4 separate regions of the Sus scrofa genome follow, and all the other regions are linked to region 3. The links are chromatin contacts, called in public HiChIP or PLAC-seq and promoter capture Hi-C maps. All regions are on one chromosome and are shown on one strand. The core of a region is the stretch at or near the end of the contact, and the rest is flanking DNA. Distances in the headings are between cores, read along the strand shown. Region 1 holds the start of TADA2A (transcriptional adapter 2-alpha). Region 2 holds the start of DDX52 (probable ATP-dependent RNA helicase DDX52). Region 3 holds the start of MRM1 (mitochondrial rRNA methyltransferase 1). Region 4 holds the start of ACACA (acetyl-CoA carboxylase alpha).

The links. Promoter capture Hi-C pulls out the DNA fragments that hold promoters and counts their contacts. HiChIP or PLAC-seq counts read pairs in DNA pulled down with a chosen protein or histone mark.
Region 1: a contact with region 3 is called in an H3K27ac HiChIP or PLAC-seq map of alveolar macrophages, with 11 times the contacts expected there. The contact joins the promoter of TADA2A here to the promoter of MRM1 in region 3. A contact is called at or near these places in 1 of 5 promoter capture datasets (fetal skeletal muscle), 1 of 47 Hi-C or Micro-C datasets (embryonic fibroblasts) and 1 of 2 datasets of contacts at active chromatin or transcription factors (alveolar macrophages).
Region 2: a contact with region 3 is called in a promoter capture Hi-C map of liver, with 10 times the contacts expected there. The contact joins the promoter of DDX52 here to the promoter of MRM1 in region 3. A contact is called at or near these places in 1 of 5 promoter capture datasets (liver), 1 of 47 Hi-C or Micro-C datasets (embryonic fibroblasts) and 1 of 2 datasets of contacts at active chromatin or transcription factors (alveolar macrophages).
Region 4: a contact with region 3 is called in an H3K27ac HiChIP or PLAC-seq map of alveolar macrophages, with 7 times the contacts expected there. The contact joins the promoter of ACACA here to the promoter of MRM1 in region 3. A contact is called at or near these places in 2 of 2 datasets of contacts at active chromatin or transcription factors (alveolar macrophages and skeletal muscle).

Annotation. Positions count from the first base shown.
Region 1 is chr12:38,873,421-38,876,661 of Sscrofa11.1, reverse strand. It overlaps TADA2A (transcriptional adapter 2-alpha), which reads right to left and starts at 1,506. Exons shown (of 16, transcript XM_021067335.1): 1 at 1,407-1,506. It also overlaps a transcript of ACACA not described here.
Region 2 is chr12:39,094,294-39,097,121 of Sscrofa11.1, reverse strand. It overlaps DDX52 (probable ATP-dependent RNA helicase DDX52), which reads left to right and starts at 1,564. Exons shown (of 15, transcript XM_013989946.2): 1 at 1,564-1,778. The coding sequence starts at 1,692.
Region 3 is chr12:38,123,134-38,126,129 of Sscrofa11.1, reverse strand. It overlaps MRM1 (mitochondrial rRNA methyltransferase 1), which reads right to left and starts at 1,729. Exons shown (of 5, transcript NM_001244822.1): 1 at 975-1,729; 2 at 684-777. The coding sequence starts at 1,537. DHRS11 (dehydrogenase/reductase 11) reads right to left here. Exons shown (of 7, transcript NM_001244532.1): 7 at 2,770-2,996.
Region 4 is chr12:38,799,063-38,802,258 of Sscrofa11.1, reverse strand. ACACA (acetyl-CoA carboxylase alpha) reads left to right here and starts at 1,834. Exons shown (of 55, transcript NM_001114269.1): 1 at 1,834-1,867.

The DNA of each region.
Region 1 (3,241 bases), core at 257-2,756, 750 kb before region 3:
GTCGGGTTCTTTACCACTTAGCCCCGATGGGAACTCCTCCCCATAGCTTTTTATCTATCCCTTCTCCGGCATTTTTCACACTGCTCTGTGAAGATTACTTATGGATGCATATTTTTCCCATTTCTAGCCTAAATGAAAACAGGAACTACATCAAATACAAATTTGTATGTCTTAAAGTACCATACACAATGCCACACAGAAAGAACTCAATAAACAAAAATGTAATGGACAAATAAATGCTAATTCTACAAAAAAGTTAATTCATCCTTAGTTTTCCTGCAGTGACTTCTTTCACTGGATAGTTTTGGCTTGGAGAATAATTTATCATTAAGAATATACAACACTGTCAATGAACTTGTCTTTTTTAGGGTAGGTTGGGGTGGTTCTCCCTCTGGTCTAGCCCCAGGAAAATGAGTCTGAAGAAAAGTGAGTTTAGTAAGTGGTATCATGCACTTAATAATAAAATAATGGCCAAAACTTATTGAACTTTTCTCATATACCAGGTACTGTGGTACCACTGTATGTGGATCATCTCTGAATCCTTACAACCTTCAGAGACATGTTGCTTTTTCAAGGAGGGAAAGGAAATGCTAAAAGATTGTGTTACTGGCACAATGTCCTAGACGTAGTGAATAGCAATGTCACTTCAGAGGTCAACTAGAGATAGTCAAGTAAGGAACTTTATATAAAGTCTCGTGAACACTCCACGTTGTAAGTGCAATACTGCAATAAGCAGAATCTTTTTTTTCCCCGTCTTTTTTTCACACAGGAGACATTTCTGACGCTAATACCCACGAAAGGCTGGGTGCTAGCTCCAAATTAACATCTGCTTTGTTCAAAGAAATTACTGGGAGGAGGGAAGGGACGTGAAGATTACTCACTCACTGCAGTTCAGAGGACAGGGGCAGGCTTGGAGTTTTGCAAACAAGATTCGAAGCCTCATTTTGTTCCTTATTAACTGTGATCTTGGGCAAGTCATTTTACTGGAGGCTCAGACAAGCACAGCTCTAAAATGAACCTGAAATATCTATTTGGAAGGCCTACTTGAGAACAACAGGTAACATCAACCATACGCTGTCGTGAGCCGCATTACGCCCTCCAACGCAAAGTCAGGAAAGCGGAGGCCGGAACCCAGCAGGACCGCCCAGGGGGCGGGAGTCGCCAGGCTCGCGGCGGGGCGGGGCACCAGGGCTCGGGCCGGGCACGCGCCGCCCTCCCCCACCGCACGGCGTGGCCCCCGCCTCGCGCCAGTCGGGCCGACTCACCCTCTCGCCCCCGACGCCGCTGGGGTCCGCAGCCCTCCCCCACCCTCGGGGAACCTCGAGGACGCCTTCTCCCCCTCGTCCCGCGAGAGGGGTTCGCGCCGCACCACGCCACCACCCGTGCCGCAGCGCCTCGTGCCTCACCTCGCCGCGTCCCCCTCTTCCGCGCCGAGGAAACGCCAGCCGTGCGCGCGCCCGGGCTTTTGCGTGCTCGCTCCCGAGCGGCGCAGGCGCGAGCGGGCCGCGCGCTCGCCGCCTCCGCCCAGGCGCCGCCCCAGCCGTCGCGGCCCCGCCGCGTGGCGCGCGCTCGCCGCCTCCCCTCTCTCAGCTCCAGCCCCTGACCTCGCCGAGAGCTCGCCGCCCGCCTCCAGCAGAGGCCTGGGAGGATGGGGCTCTGAGCAGTTTGCCAGACTTTTGAGTCGGACCAGTAATCACTTTTCCCTCGGGGCGCGTTGCTCGTCGCCGCAGACTTGCGGATGCGTGCTGCCGTTTGACCCCTCCAGAGTGCGGTGAGCTGGAGCGGGCCGGTACAGCCCCGCTTTTGCGTTTTGTAACATTCCTGCCACCCCTGTTGCAGCCTCAAAGGAAATGGAGGCTGAGGGACTGGGCCCAAGGACGGCGAGTGGTGGTCCCCCCTCGAGGCCGGGTCTTGCAGTGCTACTCATGGATTAACCAGACTGCCTGAATGGTTCAAGGGTACATGGGGTACGTTTGATTCAGATGCTTCTGGAACGTCGAAATTATCTTCTTTGGAAAAACCATCCTCTCTTTGGGCTTTAGGTGCCCAAATTGAGGCGCGATGATGAGAGGATGTGGTGGTCCACTCTGATGTCAGTCTTGAGGGCTAGGTATGTCCCAACATCTCTTGTTACTACTGCTAATTATTATTATTATGATAGCTGCCATTTGTCGAGTATTTATTGCATGCCAGGCATTGTACAAAGGAGTTTACATACATGGTCTCATTTAATCTTCAAAAATAACCTTATGGAAAAGACACTTGTAATATTATCATCCCCATTTTCCAGGTGAAGACCTTTAGACTCTACCTTGTAAATAACTTGGGTTCACACAGCTAGATGGTGTTGGGGAAGGGCATTCAAACAGTGGTTTGTCTTAGCCATTATGCTCATGCATCTATTTAGAAGTCTTTCTTCCATCAATTTGCCCAACCTCTTAGAGAAATCATTTACACCTGCCTGTGTGGCCTTTTTATTCATTTCTTAGTCATACAAGTTCGTTCTAAAAAAAAAAGAATATTTGCATGAACAAAAAATGAAAACCAGCTCCTACCATGTTAAATGGTTACCATTTTGCCTTACATTCTTCTAGATATTTTTCTATACTTCATTCAAAAAATATAAAGTAGTTTTACATTTGATATACCCTGGAAATCTATTTTCATTTATCAAATTTTTAATGAGTAGATACCAGTTCTAGGTGCTGGGAATTCGGTGAACAAAACAAAGTTTCTGCCTCATCGTGGAGGAGGTAGACAATAAGCAATATTTAGACAATAAGCAATACACATAGTATATAATAGATAATGCCCAGTAATGTGGCAATTTTTATGGAAAAAAAATCAGGATAAAGGGATAAGAGTGATGTGGGGACACTCTGTTGGATGCAGTAGACAAGGAAGTCCTCTTAATCATAAGCAGAAATCTAATCATTAAATGGGGGAGGCAGCTGTGTGAATTTCTAGAGGGGGAAATTGTTCCAGGAGAAGAGAAAGGCAATTAAAATAGCCCTGAGATGGGTCTTGCTGGGCATGTTGGAGAAGGATCAAGGAGACCAGTGTGGCTGGAGCAAATTAGAGAAACAAGTTGGGAAACATAGGCAGAAGCCAGATCATGTACCTGGTAAGCTGTGCTGGACTTGGGATGTTATTAGAATGTGATAGTGTACCATGGAAAGGTTGATGACAAAGGAATAATCAGACTTGTTTTAAAAGGATCAACTCTGGCAGTTGTGTGCAG
Region 2 (2,828 bases), core at 315-2,814, 970 kb before region 3:
CCCATAAAGTACAGTATGTGTGGTTTCACAGATACTGATTTTTATATATGATTGTGGCCATATTTATGGGCCGAATGGAAGACCAACACTCTATTTCCTAAAATACTCAATTTGTTTTCCTCCCATGTTGAGATAAATTGTTTTTATTGACCAAAAGATGAAGTACTTGGGGCTTTCACAGAGGGGGCGTGTTTTAAGAAAAATACTTATTTTTAAAGATACATCTTTAAAATGTTCCCACTATAAGAGGGAAATAGGGACTGAATGAATCCATCTGAGAGCGCAGCAGATTCACATCCTTCATCTCATCTTCACTCCACGTTTGCTTTCCTTGAGTGTAAAGGAATCACACAATTTAAAGTATTTCTCACACTCTTTGGTTGAATATGTATAACTCAATTTTAACAAACTAAATGCTGGCCTGACATGATTCCATTGTACCATTTATAGGCTGATGACTCCCAAATTTATTTTTCTAGCCCTGACCTTTTCCCCTGAGCTTCAGACTTGTGAAATCAGCCATCTACCTGGACATCTCTACATAAAGTCAATGAGGTATCTTAACATGTCTGAACCATGCCAAGTGATTCCACTTCTCCATGCCTCATCCACACACACACAAAAAGCTGTTCTTCCCTCAGTCTTTCCTAGCATAGTAAATGGCATGCCATCTACCCCAGCTTTGAAATCAAAAACCCAGGAGCGATTCCAGCCATATGAAAGTCATCAGGTGCATTTAGATCTACCTCCAAAATATATGCCAATCTATCCATTTAACGCCAAAGCATGGATACCACCCTAATCCAAGCCACCATCATCACTGCTACTTTAACTGACCTCTCTGTTTCCACTCTTATCCCTTCTGTGGTCCATTCTCTAAAACAGCCAGAGTAATCTTTTATGAAGCAGTCACTCGTTCATCAAACTTTATTGAGAGCACACAGAAATTGGAGATACAGTGGTGAAGCAAATTAGATCTCTGTGGTCCTGGACTTCATTCTAGAAAGGGGAGGCAATGCACATATAAATTTTGTTTGGTACAAACACAATGAAGAAAATGAATATGAAACGTGATGATCATGCTGCACTAGCGTGCTTATATTAAAATCCATATTCCTTTCCATGACCTTGTTATGAGTCTCTAGGATTAGTTTTCATTTGTCCCTCCAACCTTATCTGTGCCACGCTTCCTCACGGTAACCTGGCTCCAGTCACCCTGGTTGCCTTTCTATTTCCTCAAGGTTCCAAACCTTTTTCCTTCTTCAGGCATATGTTTATCTGCCTCCTCTTAGATTAAATATCACTTCATCAGAGTGAACCTGACTCACCTACCTAAAAGTAGCTCTTCTTTCCTTTCTCTATTAATTACACTGTTCTGTGTCACAGCACTTTGCTCTTAAAGAAATTATTCGACTTATTAATACCTTATATCCTCACTAAAATGGAAGTTTTCCGAGGTGAGATTCCCGACGTGTTGTTTACCAAACTATTCCTTTAGGTGTAGAACAGGGACCAGCATTAAGACGATTTTCATAAATATTTTTTTAGAACAAATGAATAACAAAGGATCTCTCACAGCCACCAGGCTCCGCCCCGCCCAGGCACTTCCGCCCACGGTCTAGACCTAGACCTTCTGGGAGAGGAAGTCTTCTGCGCAGGCGCCTTGGGACCGCAAAGCTTTCTGGGTAAAGATGGATGCCCACGATCTGTTTCGCCGGCTGGGCGCCGGGGCCAAGTTCGACGTGAGACGCTTCTCGGCGGACGCAGCACGGTTCCAGGTACTGTGTGCAGGGCGTCAGGAACCCGAGTAACTGAGAAGGGGCAGGGGCCGGAGAAGGAACTAGCTGCTGGGGGAGCCGGCAGTCGGAAACCCTGTGGCGTGGCTGTAGGGTTATTTTCTCTTCTTTGGCGTTCAGCTTACTGCAAGCCTTCTGAATGAACTCTACCCATCCTTCTGTAGACTTAGTTGGGTCCAGCACGGACACGTTTATCCCTGGCCGCCCTATTGAGTTTATTCAAAGTTCGAATTTTTTCTTTAAAAAGTAATCTTTTATCCGAAACTAGGGTAAAGGAATTTGAAAAACAGAAACAGTCCAAAACGGAGAGAACATTCATTCACTGTAGTCTCTCCGGGTTTGTGTTCGCACGTGTACCGCTTTAGGTGGGCGTTTTATTCCCGCAACTTCGCGACGTGTTAAGGAACCAATGAGAAGAGCGTTTTAGAAAAAGGAGTTCTGTGGTTCCCTTGTGGCGCGGCTGGTGTTGTCTTGCAGCCGCTTGGTTTGCTGCTGTTGCACAGGTTCGATCCCTGGCCCGGGAACCTGCCTGTAGGCGCGACCAAAAAAGAAATGGGAGATCTTAACATAGGAAAATAGTGAGTGGTAAATCGGGAGTAGTTGGGGCCCCTTTCGTGAAAAATCTTGAATGTGTCAACCTTGGTGTTGGGACTAGGGACATATTTGTGTGTGGGCAATATGTGTGTTTCTTCTTACTCTGACTGATGGTATAGTGTTATTGTTAAGAGTTTGAACTCTGGAACCATATGAAACGGGTTCAAATCCTAGGTCTGCCGGTTACTAGTTTTGAGACCTTGGTCAAGTTACTTAACCTCTTAATGTCTCCGTTTTTCTCATCTGTGATATTTTTGTTTACCTCGTTAGGACTGTTGAAGGATCAAGTAATTTAATATGTCTAAACATGCTTAGAAGTCTGCCTGATTGCAGTGTTATGCTGATAAGTGTTTATAAGTCTCGGTGGCTATTTTCATTATTATTATTACTGTTAAAAGTTCAGAAAAGGTAACATTTTGGATTCCATTTGCCCAGATA
Region 3 (2,996 bases), core at 480-2,979:
AGGACATACATTTAGGAGGCATTTAAAGCCATCGTACTGGATGCGACCAACAAGAAATTGAATATACACAGAATATCCAAAGACTAAGACTTGGAGTCCTGCAGGAGGGTCAGGGATGCTGCCAAATTCAAGGCAATACTGCCCCCTTGTGTCCATCAAGGAAAGCACAGCTAAAGAGAAATACGGATGAACCAAGAAAGGGGTTTTACTTACTTTTCCTTTCTATATATCAAAGAGGGTTTTCTGTTAGTGGTGGAGGTGCTTTGGGGGGTTTGCTTTGCTTCTTTGTTTGCAGGAGGGACAAGGGAAAACGCATCAACGAGTCTTTGTTCAAAGAGCTTTTCAAGCTGAGCCTCTACTGGAGGAACCAAGAGCCACCAACTCCTCACAGCTGAGCATTTACTGAAGACCTACTTCCCAGGCAGTAAGGCACTGAGTAAACTCGCTGGAGGAGCGAAGACATTTATTTCGGAAAGGTGTGCAGTCAAAGTCCCTAACATCAGATTCTGCTCCATGTGTGGTTTAAAATACTCTGGATCCGTCGCTTCCCAAAGGGGTTTAAAAGGATGGAGGAAGCGTGTGTACCAAAACGCCCCGTTCCCTTCCTCCTGGGGGCCCTTGGAGAGGATGAGCTTGGCTCATTTGTTCTCCTTTACTGACACCCCGCTTTCCCCCGTCGTTACCTGTAAAAAACCGGCCAGGTCATCAGTCGAGAACACGTCCATCACCTCCATAGCTCCCGCGCTGGCCTTGCTGACTACTGGAGTGAGCGGGCAGCTGCAAGGGTTCCCCAAGTCCCCTATGAGGCTGAGTAATCTCAAACCCAGCGCCGTGCCCTCCCCCAGACCCCAAGAGTTAGGAGAGAGAATTTTGGCCATGGGGAGGCCTGCCTGAAGGACCACCCAAAGGGTCAAGGTGCTTAGGAACTCAGCTGAGCCTCCAAATTGGGGCACGCAGGGAAGGGTTGTCCATGCCTGTTTTTCCGGCTGGTGATGACTTTCTCCACTCCGAGGAAATGAGCGGAGCGCAGCACGGCCCCAAGATTCCGGGGATCCTGTAGCCCCTCAAGGACCAGCCACAGCTGCTGGGGGTCGTCTCCCGGCCGAGACTCCCCGGCCTCAGCCCAAGGCTGGGGCCGCAGGGGGCTCACTTCCATGCAGACGCCCTGGTGGACCTGGTAGCGGCACAGGACGTCCAGCTTCCGCCGCCTGGGCCGCAGAACCGGGATGTCCCGCGCCTCCGCCACACGCAGCAGCTCGGCCCGCTCCCCTTGCAGCCCGGACCTGCCGGCCTGGAGCAGGAGCCGGGCCACGCGGCGGCGGGCGGCTCGCAGAGCCAGGAGACATGGGGACAAGCCAAACAAAAGCTCCAGTCCCCCGGCCGACCGCGGGGGGAGCGCCAGGTCGTCCAGGAGCAGGCGGCTTAGCTCCTCCCCGCCGGGCCTGTCCCCACGCCGCGCCGCTTGGGAGAAAGGACGCGTGAGGAGACGACCGCAGCAACGCCAGGTCGCGCCCCTGGCGGCCGAGAGCAGTTCCATGGTCGACTCCGCGAGTGAGTCCTCGGGAGCGGTCACCTCCGCCGGGGCCCGCTCCCAGGCCCCTAATGAGTGAAGGGGACCGGAAAGCTTCCCCCGGCAAACCCCCTCAGACACAGGAACAGCTCGCACTCCCAGCCCCTACACTGAGGAATACTCGGCCACCAACCTTCCCCTCCCAGTCCCCTTGTGAGCTGCTCCGCTTCCGCGTTCGGGCGGTCCCACCCACTTCCGGAGCTGCCCTGCGCATGCCCATCATCCACGTCGTCCCCACAGCGCCCCCTGCCGGGCCGGCTGAGCGACGACCTCCGCGGCCCCATCGGTGGCCCGGACAGGGGCTTGCAGCTGAGCTGACCCGACTGTGGACCACACAGTCCCGACTTGGGACCACATTCTGCAAGATCCCAAGAGGCTGGAGGGCCTCACTCACCCCGAGAGCAGCAAAGGCACTTTAAGGGCAGGTGTTGGCTTTCCTGTTCAACCTCGTTAGTCGTGGTGACTCCCTCCCCACACCCTGTCCACCACTGGGTCCTGGTGATTTTCCTTAGAAGCTTCTCCTGCATCCAGCCCCTCCTCTAATCCTCCACTGCCTATCAAACCCTCAGCACTAGTCAGCAGGACTCTCACCAATAACTTCCTGTCCCATGGTGCTGATTCTCTAAGTGACAGCTCTGGGCCTGTCCCACACCTGCTGATAAGCCAAGGGATGCCCTTGGGCCACTTCTGGCTCGGCACTCAGACCTCCAGGAATCCAGGCAGGAGCTACCTTTCAGTCTCACCTGACTCCTGCACTATGTTCTTTGCTGTTCCCACCACGCTGCATGCTTTTCCTGGCCCTCCAGCCTAGCATACTCTGTTGTTTTCTTTTCTGGCTAGCGAACTCCTACCTATTTTCTTTCTTGCTTTCTTTTTTTTTTTAGGGCTGCACCCAGGGCATATGAAAGTTCCCAGGCTAGAGGCTGAATCAGAGCTGTAGCTGCTGGCCCAGGCCACAGCCATGCCAGATCCGATTCGCGTCTGTGGCCTGCACCGCAGCTCACGGCAACGCCAGATCCTTAACCCACTGAGGAAGGCACTCCTACCCATTTTCAACACTCAGTCCAAAGGTAACCCACACTCCAGGGGTGATGCCCCCAACCCACCCACCTTCCCACTGTCCTAGAAGAAACTCTGAGACACAAGCATTCCTGATCACAGGAAGGGGGAAGAACTGAGAGATACTTCTGAAGCCAAGGTAGCTTGTTGCGATTTTTCTTTTTTAATGATCACAGTGAAACCCACTCAGGAGGCAGGCCCTGGTATTCCGCTGCCAAAGTCCGAGTGGAGAGAGGACCCCACCAGGGACTGAGAAGCCAAAATTGGGCTGGAGAACTGGGGGGTGGGGGGTGGGGAGAGAAGCAGTGGTGGGGGCAGTGGGACAGGGAGAGGAGGAACCCGGGAGCCCCGATTACCATTCGGATGG
Region 4 (3,196 bases), core at 585-3,084, 680 kb before region 3:
AGAGATGTTAAGTGACTTGTTCAAGTTTGCACCGCCAGTACTTAGCTGAGTCAGAGTGTGATCTTGGTCCTAGCTTTTGACTCCACCTCCCCTGGAACCTTTGGTTGCATCCCATTCAAACTGCTTACCTTCTCTTTTCTCACTCCCTTCTGTGCTGCAATTGTAGGGAATAATACTAGCTCAGACTACACATTGGGTAAATGCTAATTTGTCACCTGGCATCCGTATGCTGTCCCCAGTCCCGTTTGGGGTCCTCCCTTAGAAGTTCTGGATTTCCCTATCTGTTTAAAGAGGATCTTTTCTTCTTTTTTCTTCACTACCCTGGACCAGTGGTTTTCAAGCCTGGATTTAGAAGAGGTCCATTAGTTGTGGAACTTAATATTCAGATCTCTGGGTCTCCGGCAGGGATTCTGATTCAGCAGATCTGGAATGGAGCTTAGACGTACACATTTTTTGTGTGTTTTTGTTTTTTATTTTTATTTTTTGTCTTTTTAGGGCCGTACCTGCGACATATGGAGGTTCCAGGCTAGGGGTCCAGGCAGAGCTGTAGCCACCGGCCTACACTGCAGCCATAGCTACGAGGGATCTGAGCCGAGTCTTTGACCTACACCACAGCTCATGGCAACACTGGATCCTTTACCCACTGAGTGAGGCCAGGGATTGAACCCACATCCTCATGGGTACTAGTTGGGTTCATTAATCACTGAACCACAATGGGAACTCCTGTTTTTGTTTTTTAAATAATTTTTAAGGTTTTTTTTTTTTTTTTTTTTTTTTTCTTTTTAGGGTTGCACCCGCGGCATGTGGAAGTTCCCAGGCTAGGGGTCTAATCGGAGCTACAGGGATCAAACCCTCATCCTCATGGATACTCATGGGCTGGGTTCATAACCCATTGAGCCACAATGGGAACTCCCTCCATTCATCTCTTTTTAAAAAAGCTCCACAGGTAATTGTTATATGTAGTCAAAGTTGAAAATTTCTACCCTGGATACATTAAAATTGTTGGGCATAGGAGTTCCCTTCGTGGCGCAGTGGTGAACGAATCCAACTAGGAACCATGAGGCTAGGCTGCAGGTTCAATCCCTGACCTTGCTCAGTGGATTAACAGATCCGACATTGCCGTGAGCTGTGGTGTAGGTTGCAGATGTGGCTCGGGTCCCACGTTGCTGTGGCTGTGGTGTAGGCTGGCAGCTACAGCTCTGATTAGACCCCTAGTCTGGGAACCTCCATATGCCATGAGGGTGGCCCAAGAAATGGCAAAAAGACAAAAAAAAAAAAATTGTTGGGCATAGACGGACACCCAGGATTTGGGGAATAGCTAGAGACTCCTTGGTCCCTAGAGTTTAGGGACTTAATAATGAGAGACCTGTTCTTTCCCTGGCTCCCAGCCTTTGTGGGTGGGTACAAATATTTGGCAACATAATCATAACTTGAATTGTAGAGAATCTAGTGGTTCTCTTCTTTCCACTGCCTCCTTTTTGATGGAATATTGGAAATCATAGGGTTGAAATGTGTACATAGTTGGAAAAAGTACCTTGTAAAATGGTTAGCTTGGGTTATTGTTTTAACACTTTTTATTGTTTTTAATACTTTTCATGAATAATGAAGTTTTTGAGTGTGTAATGCTTTTGGTTTACAGATTTAAGCAAATGACAAACAACTGAACTTTATACTTCAAGTTAAATAGTGTATTTGACCAGAAAAATGATACTTTGAGTATTAGTTTTATACTATAATGAAACAGGAATTGATAAAATTTGAGTTTCTAACGAAAAAAAAAACCTTCAAATCTCTCTCTCTCTCTCTCTCTCTCTCTTTAGTTCTTTTTGGAGGTGGATATCTGCTCAGACAATAAGAATTATAAGAGGTCAGTTACAAATAATGCTCCTTCATGTTTACAGTGTGATTACAAATTTTATGTTTGTTGCTAAAATATTAAACTGTAGGCTTTTATGTTGAAAGGCACCTTGCACAGAAGAATATAGGCAGACTGGGGTCGGGGGGTGACCTGAAGTGAATGAGTCTGGCAGGGGTAGTATTCCATCAGCTCTTCTCAATTTGGGGCTGGAATCGGTGGAAATGGGACGGGCCGCACAGTAGCTTCTAGAGTATCTGGGCAGCTACTCAGTGATTTTCCATACGAGACCTGTCTTTTCTGTGGTTTATAGGCTAGTGCCCGAGAGTGCCACTCAGGAGAGTTGCCAGTTGGTGGACAGGCTCTTTAGTTGTTGACCCAGAGCTGCTCTCAGTCTTTGGAAGGGGATGGCTGCCTTCTCGTTCTTAGCAAGGAAGGAACAATTTGAAGTTGACCTTCTGGAGCCTTTCATTTATTTGTTAATCCTTTCTTTTTTCTTCTGTGGAATCAGAGAATTGCTCTTTTCTCAGTGAGATTTATTTTTGTATGTAGTTATCTAATTTTGGTCAGGTTATTAGCTGCCTCAGATGCCTTATTTCTCTTGTGAAGAAGCCAGCAGTAGGAGTTCCCACTGTGGCACAGCAGAAACAAACCCAACTAGGAACCATGGGGTTGCAGGTTCCATTCCTGGCCTCGATCATTGGGTTAAGGGTCTGGCGTTGCCACATGCTGTGGCGTAGGCCGGCGGCTACAGCTGTTATTCAACCCCTAGCCTGGGAACCTCCATATGCTAAGGGTGCAGCCCTAAAAAAGCAAAAAAAAAAAAAAAAAAAAAAAAAAAAAAAGCCAGCTATTCTGTGTTAGTTGAGATGGCATTTGGATTTTTTTTTTTTTTTTTTTTTTTTGTGGCCACACCTGTGGCGTATGGAAATTCCTGGGCCAGGGATTGAATGCATACCAATGCAGTGACCTGAGCCACTGCAGTTGGATTCTTAACCCATGTGCCACAGCGGGACTTCTTAACCTGTGATTTTTAAGCTTGACTGTTCACTGCTCTAAATGTGAAAGAAGTAGCCTTTTTACTGGTGTACCTTTTGGGGTTCGTTAGAGTGGTCAATCTGCTAGAACTTTTCCCTTTCACCCTCTCTCTCCTTTTTTCCTCTTTTTAAATTATTTGGTTTTCTTTGAAGGTTCTGGAAGTGAGCCGGATTATGAAATTGGGAGACATTAAAATTTTTTTTAAGAAACTTATTATTCCAAGGGAGATAAGTATAATGAATTTAGATGTCAATTTTCCTGCTTGTGTGGTATTTCCATATTTGATTCTAGTTTTAAAAATTA